2 separate regions of the Mus musculus genome follow, and region 2 is linked to region 1. Evidence: chromatin contacts called from public Hi-C data. All regions are on one chromosome and are shown on one strand. The core of a region is the stretch at or near the end of the contact, and the rest is flanking DNA. Distances in the headings are between cores, read along the strand shown.

Region 1 (4,550 bases), core at 1,286-3,785:
GGAATGGTTGAATGACCTAAATTGAAGAATGGAAATGCTGAGGCTGTTGCAAGCCCAAGACAACAGCTGTTTGACATCCAAAATATCAAGCAAAAAACCCACAACAGAACCAAGCTGGCAGCAGCTCAGAGTGCTGAGAGGCAGCTCAGCAGGTAAGAGGATGGCTGTTGCAGAGGACTGGAATTCAGTGCCCAGCATCCCTACCAAGTGACTTACAACCTGTAACTCCAGTGCCAGGGGCCCCAGTGGCCTCTTGAGGAATCTGTGGGTACTTGCAGCCACATGTATACAAACTTACATACATATATGAACAACTACAATGGAAATAAATCTTAAAAAGGAAACAGCACAGCAAATTGTTAATTATAGTGACAACTATAAATTGTTCAGGGCTGGAGCTGTGGCTCTTCAGTGGATTTCATGCCCAGCGTGTGTGAAGCATCCAGCCCTGGGTTGGAGAGGAGGGCCAGGGAGGGAGAATCAAGGCCACTGTGGAAAATGTTAGCTCTTAATTCATGCAAGATTCATGACCATGTTGAGTAAAGGAGACAGGGGTTGCTTCTTTGTTTATTTGGTTGTTTGGTTGGTTTGGTTTGTTGTTTCAAGACAGGGTTTTTCTAGGTAGCCATGGCTGTCCTGGAACTTGGTCTGTAGACCAGGCTAGCCTTGAACTCAGAGATCTTCCCTCTACCTCCTCTGAGTTCTGGGACTAAACTGAGTCGTGGGCAACCACCACCAGGCTGAGACAGTGCTTCTTCAAAGCTACTCCTCATTGGTACAGGACAAAAGAAATCAGGGCTCAAGCCTAGCTTTAGACATAGGAAGCTAAATACTAGAAAATATGCTCAACAATGTGATCTCAGTCACTCTGGGGCCAAGAGAACATGGAGTAAAGTGTGTGTGTTCAATGTTCTTTGACTTTTTGCTTTTTGGCAGATCCTCATGTAGCCCAGGCTGGCCTGAAACTCACTAAGTAGCAGAGGCTGACCTTGAACTGTCTACCTTCAGAGTGCTAGGGTTACAAGAGTACATCCCCACCCGAGCTCTGCTCTTTTAAGTGCAGTCATCACTATGAGAACCATGAACATGACGTTGGAAAGCTCTGATGTGAAGGACAGGCAGTCTCAGTTCCCAGCCGATAGGGAGACCACTGCTCTTGACTCTGATCAAGGGACCTGGGAAGGCTGTCCTATCCTGGATCCTACCCTGGATGATGATGGATGCCCCACTGTGGTAGGTAATGAAGCGGGACTGAAGGACATAGTTTTAAATCTCATTTAAACATTTCTCATGTCAGAAGCTTAGTTATTGTTTCAAACTTTCATCTCTGTGTATGTGCACGCGTGTGCACACGGGCGTGCTTATAAAGGTCGGAGGAGAGCCTCTTCTGTTGTTCCACAGGTGCTACCTACCTTATGTTTTGAGATAGGCTCTCTCATCAGCTTGAAATTCACAAAGCAGTTTAATGGGACTGGCTAGCAAGGCCCAGGAATCTGCTGGTTTTTTTTCCTCTGCAATACTGGGATTGGAGCTGTGCCACCAAGTCTGGGTTTCTCTTTCTTTCTTTCTTTCTTTCTTTCTTTCTTTCTTTCTTTCTTTCTTTCTTTCTTTCTTTCTTTCTTTTCTTTTCTTTTCTTTCTTTCTCTTTCTTTCTTTCTTTCTCTTTCTTTCTTTCTTTCTTTCTCTCTCTCTCTTTCTTTCCTTCTTCCTTCCTTCTTCCTTCCTTTCTTTTTTCCTTCCTTCCTTCCTTCCAAATATGGGTTCTAGGGCATTGAACTTAAGACTGTATCCTTACAAGGCAAATACTTTACCAACTGAGATATCCCCAGCCCAACCAATCTGCTTGCTTGAGACAGCATTACATCTCAGACTCACTGTGTAGTTGAGTATGACCTCATCCCCCAGCCTCTACGTCCCAAGCATGAGGTGCGTACCCCATACCTGACTACTGAAAATAATACATCTTAAAGCCCTCAAACACCCCACCACCACCAGGGCTAACACTAGACAGATACCAGGAATACCGTCCTGAGGGTGGAGGAGGGACATGAGTTAGTTTTGTCACCATTGAAGTGGGAACTCATTCAGTTATTCAACAGCTACTTACAGTACCTACTGTGTGCAGGAGCCTCGTATCGAGTCAGGGAAATGTTGGATTGGTCTACTGCTGGGCTCCAAGTGGCCAGATGGACAGAGCAGATGGAGGAGGGGGGAGGGGGGGAGGGAGGAGGGGGGAGCTCATCGGCATGTGGCAAAGGCCCAAACTCAAGGCTTGTGTGCTGTGTTCTGGTGGGGGAGGGGCCCCTGGTGTCCCTTTCACCAGTGTGGATGGGACTTCTGAGGATGATCTTCAGACCCCTGGAGTCTGGGCTTTGGAGGAGGGGACTTTGGATACGGACTGAATGGGTTTGTGTTCCACAGGCTCCTGCGGCTGTTTGGAGGGTGGTGAGAACTTTTAGGCATGGAGGTCTGGGGGAACATCAGCTGCAGTTCCTGCCTGCATCCCTCTCTGCTTCCTGATTGGCCGATGGACCATGACGTACACCACGGGGTCACGTGTCCATCATGGGCTGACACATTCGAATCTCAGAGCCATGCTCGATGTTTCTACTCCAAAACTGACTGTTCCAGATGATTTGGTCACAGCGACAGAAGAGTAACTAATGCAAACTCTGGAAAATATCTAGGCCACTCATCGTTGCCCTTCTGTAATTCATGAATCGGTAACATTCATAAACCAATTCTGTGGGCCAACAGCCTAAAGCAACTGTTTTCTCATCAAATGAAGATATGGGAAAGAAACCTCTGTGGGGGAACCGCCAATCCACACCTACTATCAGGTCACATACACAGAGAGGCACCGCAAAGGCACGGCCTGAAATCTCAAACACAAGACAGTCACTAAAGGATTTTTAAAAATGGTGTGTGTGTGTGTGTGTGTGTGTGTGTGTGTGTGTGTATGTATCTGTCTGTCTGACTGCCATGGTGTGCATGTGGAGATCAGAGGATAGCTTGTGAAGTCAGATTTCTTCTTTCACCTTTATGTGAGTTCTGGGAATTGAACTCAGATTGTCAGGCTTACGCAAGTCTGCCTCTGCCTCCCAAGCGCTGAGATTCAAGGCGTGCGCCGCCACCACCACCCGCCCGGCTTGCACTATGGGTTTAAAATGCTTCCTCACCAGCCTCTCTGTTTTGTCCCCCAGGGTGGACTCCAGCTGCTTCTTCAGGTTTTGTGACTGCACCAGTGTGTGCTCAGGAAAGCAGGGATCCGAATTTACATCAGCTCTAGCTATGATAGTGAACACAAGAGAAACCCCAGGGGAGGGGCCTGCGCTTGATTCTGGAGTCCTGGGTCCCCACAGCTGTGGGTCTGGGATCCCTGCCCCAGGAGCTTCCCTGAGGCCCCGCTCCACTAGGTCCTTGCTCCCTGACTTCCAGAAGCCCTGGATTGGGCTCATATCTCATTCCTCTTTTCCTTTTTTCCCTTAAATCCCATTTCACACTTACTTATTTCAGGTGTGTGAGTGCTTTGCTTTCATGTATGCCTGCCTGGGACTCTTGAGGGCAGAAAGCATTGGAGGTCCTGGAACTAAAGTTACGGATGGTGTGAGGCCTGGGTCCTCTGCAAGAGCAACTGCTGAGCCATCGCTACAGCTCCACAGTCCCATTTCTGGAACTTCTCCCCTGACTGGGACATTAGTACTTATTGGTCCTTGTCTGTCTTAAAGATGTGTATGGGTCTCTCTGAGAGAAGGAGAGGGAGAGAGAGAAGGAGAGAGACAGAGAGAAAGAGAGAGACAGAGAGAGAGAGACAGAGAGAGAGAGGGAGAGAGAGAGGGAGAGAGAGAGAGGGAGAGAGAGAGAGGAAAGGAGAGGGAGGGGAGAGGGAGGGGAGGGAGAGGGAGGGGAGGGGAGGAGAGGCTGTCCCCCAAATCCCCAGGGACCTCATCACACCAGCTCCCCAGCTTCCATTGCCAGCCTCACCTTTCCTTCCAAGCTTCAGGCTAGGACTCATTTCCAGTCTCCTCCCAGATCTCCCCCAGGAACCTGAAGTGACAGGCTGCAAACAGGGTACCTTGTGTCTTCTAAGCCTGATCTACCCTGTGCTCCACATCCCTTCAGAGTCTACCTCAGAGCTTCTCCCTCCCTCTCTGTCCCTAGCTGCTTCAGTCAAAGCTCTGCCTACCTTACAAAGGTCTGAGCCAGGCTCCGTGCTCACCTTTAACCTTAGCACTAAGAAGGCAGAGGTAGGCAGATCCCTGTGAGTTCCAGGACAGCTAGGGCTGTATAGAGAGACCCTGCCTCAAACAAACAAACAAACGAACAAACAAACAAACACCCCCAAGAAATGTCCACTGAGTTTCAGTCCTATAAACTGCCTCTGTCTTGCCCGGGGCTGGCCTCTCCTGACTGACTCATCACCTTCACCCTCTCCCCTGAAGAAACTCAGGCTCTCCCTCCATTGCTTATGAAACTTTGAGAGCAAAAATAAAAGCCAGGCCTGGAGGCCACACTTCAGTAATCCCAGCACTCAGGAGATTGAGGCAGGA
Region 2 (4,764 bases), core at 1,482-3,981, 98 kb after region 1:
TTTCTTTTGTTCCATCATGGTACTACTTTCAAGTTCATTCATCTGCAAACTCTTTTACAGTTTTTGGAAAATTATTTTATTTATTACTGTTGCACATGCGTGTGTGATGTGAGGGTGTCAGGGTGCCTGTGTAGAGGTCAGAGGGTGGCATTTGCCATTTGGTCCTCTTCTTCTACCAAGAACTCCTGGAATCAAACTCAGGTTATCAGACTTTTTGTGGCAAGGGCTTTACTTGTGGAATGTCTTGCCCAGGCCTTGTTTGCCAATTCTATCTCACTCGTTTGTTGCAACCACAGAAGAGGATTAAATATACTATGCCCATTTTACAGATGGAGACTCTATGGACTATAAATCATTGTCAACATCTCCTAAGTGCTGGGATTCCTACCATGCACCTGGACTAATATAATTTTTCTGGATCTGCCAGCATTGACATCTGTGGGTCCCATTTTAGAGATGGAGAGTATGAGGCTATAGAGAAGGTAGATTGACCAGATGTTAACTGAGGAAGTCAAATCTGAGTTTTCTGCTTTTCTACTCCCCCACTTTGGGGTAGAGGTCTTCCATGGGTTCTGGCTTGGATGCCCATGGCTGGTTAGTTTCAACACTAATGAATGTCAGGTTCATCCAAAGAGCATGACCTTAGTATGTAAATTATTCAGCAATGAGGTTGATGTGACTATATTTATAGGTCATAAATCAGTTATGAACTCAGAAATATGAGAACAGGTTCCTAAACAGAGAGGCAGTTGTTACCTAGCCAGGGCTTAAGTCAAGTATGTGGTGCTGAGCCCGGCACGGTTTCCTACCTGACACAGTTGAGTGGGTGGTGCTGGAGAAGTGGCTGAGTCCAGGTCTGTGGCACGTTCCAAATACTTGATAAAGACTGCTGGGTGGGACCAGGTGTGGCAGTGTACACCTTTAATCCTAGCAGTCAGAGGCCTGTGGATCTCTGTGAGTTTAAGGCCAGCCTGTTCTATACGTCGAGTTTGAGAGCAACCAAGGCTACATAGTGAGACTCTGCCCAAACAAAGCAAAACCAAAATTATCTGATATACAGGCTATGCTGAGAGGGACTCTGAGTTCAAGTTCAAGTTCAGGCTCTGGGAAACCTATGGGCCACAGAAAAGCCATCCCTGGATTGTCTGTCTGTTTGTTTGTTTGTTTGTTTTGTTTTGTTGAGACAGAGTTTCTCTATGTAACAGCCCTGGCTGTCCTGGGACTTACTTTGTAGACCAGGCTGGCTTTAAACTCAGAGATCCACCTGCTTCTGCCAACTGAGTGCTGGGATGAAGAAGGTTTGTGCCATCATGTCCAAGTTAGGGGAACACTAGTTTTCTAGTTTGCTTCTCTGTTGCTGTGATTTAAACACCATGACCAGAAGCAACGTGGGGAAGAAAGGGTTTATTTTAGTTTACAGGTTATAGTCCATCTTTGAGGGAAGTCAAGGCAAGAGATTAAAGCAGAAGAGATTAAAGCAGAGACAATAGAGTAGTAATTTTCAACTTACCTAATGCGACCCTTTAATACAGTTCCTCATGTTGTGGTGACCCCCCAACCATAAAATTATTTTCAAGGCTACTTCATACCCAGTCTTGCTACCGATATGAATTGCAATGCAAATATCTGATATGGGACCCCTGTGAGCGAGTCATTTGACCCTCGGAGGAGTCACAAGCCACAGGTTGAGAAATACTGTGATGAAAAGTGGCTGTTTACTGGTTTAGGTCCCCTGGCTTCCCCTTTCTTATATAGCCCAGGCCTACATGCTTTGGGATGGCACAAGCCACAGTGGACTAGGCCGTTTCTACATCAATTGACAATCAAGAAAATGCCTCACAGACATGCCTATGGGCCAATTAGATGGGAGCAAGTCCTTGGGTGGGGGTGGGGGTGGGTCTTTCCTCTCACATGTGCCAAGTTGATGACCAAGTTTAGCCATCATAAGCAGGCTACACTTACTGTAGTAATCCTGCTGGATTCTTTCTTTTCTTTATTTATTTAAAAAATATCTATTTATTTATTTTATGTATAGGAGTACACTGTCACTCTCTTCAGACACACCAGAAGCGAGCATCGGATCCCATTATACATGGTTGAGAGTCACCCTGTGGTTGCTGGGAATTGAACTCAGGACCTCTGGAAGATCAGCTAGTGCTCTTAACCGCTGAGCCATCTCTCTAGTCCCCCTGCTGTGTTCTTATGCATCTCCTGCAGCTAGTCAAGGAGAGATTGTGCCCCCAGAATGAGGAGCAACTGTGACATAGTGACTAGGAAAGAAGACAAATTTAATAATGCAGTTGACATCAGTCAGGATCCTGGCTGGATTTGGGGGTGCTGCTTGATTCTATCATTCAGGGGGGAGATTCCTCTGCACACACATCCTGCCAAGGCCTTACCCATGCTAGGATGGTGTTCCATCCCTGGAGTAGTAATGTTTCTTCTCTCATATAGCATTCCGAGTTGGTCCAAGTACAAAATATAGCTTATTTCCGTGTGAAGGAATGCTGAGTTTAAAGGCCCAAGGTTTCTAATAAGCTGCACAGTGCGATGGTCACTAGATTCTGGATAAAGTCCTGAAGGGTCCTATGATTTTGGGCACAGGCCTTTGAAGACTCTGACCCTGTGGATTCTGATTCTGTGGTTGCGGAGTCTCTCACTGCTCTCTCTCTATCCATGTCAAATTGCTCAGGCTGTCCTCCGGTCTCTGAGCAAATCAGGTCATGTCGTGTTTGGATGCCAGGCACACCCCTGTGGCTTTCTCTTCAGAGCTGCGCTATCTTCACAGCTACACGGTTCATCAACCTGGCTGCCACCCCCAGATAGGAGCCTTGCTCTCATTCTCTAGTCTTGACCACAGACCTGCCAGCCTTGCTGCTGTGAGTCCTGGAGCTCTGTGATAACGCCCCTGAGCCGCTCTGATCCAGCTTTTCTGCTAGACAAAAAAAAAAAAAAAAAAAAAAAAAATCTTTTTTTTTTTTTCCTAAAAGAATTCTTGAGATCTCCATAACTCTTCCTATTGTCCCCAGGGGCACCATCCTAAAAGGATAATGATTTACTTTTATCGAGAGCTTAAGTGGCAGGCTCATCCAAGTCCATATGAGTGTTACTTCATTTAATCCTAACAACAATCCTATTATTATCACCCGGTTAACAAATGAGGACTGAAGTCCTTGAAGTAAATTGTCGAGATCATATATCAAGCGGCGGGTGGATGGTGATGTGATTTTGGCGATCTGGGTCCAGCCAATCATTTTGCTTATCTCCATTTGATAATTCAAAATCATATTTGCAGCTCGAAAGGCAGTTGCTTGCTATCTTGTTCGGGAAATTCTCACCTACTAACTCCCCCCCCCCAATTAATTATAGTCTTTTTTAATCCCCCCAAATGATGAAATACATGGTTATTTTAGAACCTTCTGACCATTGGAAACACCAGGGAGAACTGAAATGTGTTTGCTTTGTGAAAATTCAGCAATACAGGTGGTGTGTGATGTGCACGCTTCTCTCCTTCAACCTAAAAGTTTCCAAAGAAGAGGGTCTGGACACATGACTCACTGTTTAAGAGCACTTACTGCTCTTCCGAAGGACCCAGGGCCAGTTTCCAGCACCCACAAGGTAACTCCCAACTGTCTGTTAACTCCGGTACCTGGGGATATGACGTCTTCTTCTGTCTTCCACAGGCACTGCATGCATGTAGTGCACACACACACACACACACACACACACACACACACACACACATTCAGGTAAAACTATCACACACATGTAATAAAAATAAATGAATCTTTTCAAAAAGTTCCCAGAAAAGAGACTTTCAGATCCCTTTATTTGTATTTCAACTTAGAAACTCCACCTTGCACCCCATTGGAGGACTGTACGGAAATTTGTCATTGATTGGAGCAAGGTGAATTTCCAAGCAGCATTTAGTTCATATAAATGTCCAAGAGCCAGGCAGTAGTGATGCATGCCTTTAATCCTAGCACTTGGGAGGCAGAGGCAGGCAGATTTCTGAGTTTGAGGACAGCCTGGTCTACATTGTGAGTTCCAGGACAGCCTGGGCTATACAGAGAAACCCTGTCTCAAAAAGCCAAGGAACAAATACCATCTTAGCTGGGCAGGCTAAGCCAGAACCACAAGCTTGATACAGAGGTGACCAAAACTTATTAGAACATTATTTCAATGAAGGAAGACCCATAGGTTATTTCACATACCCATGTCCTTTCTGATGCACTAAGAAGACAGAAGTTGTACCCAGCAGTGTATAAGGCTGCTGCTTCTGACTGGAATTGGGCACGGGACAAATTTTTTTTTAAAGGATTCACTAATTGGTACTTCAGAATTTCAGGTGTCAATGCTGGCAGAAAAGAAATGACCACAAATTAAATGCAGGCTTTTGTACAGTGCGATACAACTTAGCAAAGGACCTCCCTAACACTGAGCAGGCATGTCTCCCACACAGTCAGCTTTAAGTTCCATAGCATCTCTATAAAGTTGCCCCATTACTTCTGCATTTTGCATATAAAGAAACTGCATGGTACACTAGGGTGTCAACAGACTGTAAATCCCAGAGTTCTTAATTCCTTAGGAATAGCCTGCTGCTTCTCACTGACATCTTGGACCCCTACAAGCCTGCTGATTAGCTATCATTGTTTTTCCCGTGTTGAAAGAGGGAGTAGGGTTAGTGAGATGAAATGATTACTTATGGTCGACTGAGCCTATAGGCTCCAGGTCTGCCTCTTCCACTTCAAATCTGGGAACACC

Evidence for each region. Hi-C and Micro-C count contacts between places; a contact is called where the count stands out from the background.
Region 2: a contact with region 1 is called in a Hi-C map of cerebellar granule neurons, with 2.0 times the contacts expected there. The contact joins two enhancer-like sites. A contact is called at or near these places in 1 of 39 promoter capture datasets (cancer-associated fibroblasts), 54 of 484 Hi-C or Micro-C datasets (3T3-L1-derived adipocytes, B cells, the C2C12 cell line and 38 more), 13 of 115 datasets of contacts at active chromatin or transcription factors (the SCID.adh cell line, VIP interneurons, bone marrow-derived macrophages and 7 more) and 4 of 9 other capture datasets (adipose tissue, liver, macrophages and 1 more).

Annotation. Positions count from the first base shown.
Region 1 is chr2:92,073,971-92,078,520 of GRCm38.p6, forward strand. No RefSeq gene overlaps it. Among named protein-coding and RNA genes, the nearest start is that of Gm31473, 48 kb to the left of the region's middle. Within about 2 kb of position 2,536, at least 2 of the 459 cell types and tissues checked have an H3K27ac peak or open chromatin away from gene starts, as enhancers often do. A contact at or near this core is called in cerebellar granule neurons and cerebellum, where this site is marked.
Region 2 is chr2:92,171,645-92,176,408 of GRCm38.p6, forward strand. All of the region lies in intron 1 of Gm39877 (a long non-coding RNA gene), which reads right to left. Among named protein-coding and RNA genes, the nearest start is that of Gm39877, 3.5 kb to the right of the region's middle. Within about 2 kb of position 2,732, at least 17 of the 459 cell types and tissues checked have an H3K27ac peak or open chromatin away from gene starts, as enhancers often do. A contact at or near this core is called in cerebellar granule neurons and cerebellum, where this site is marked.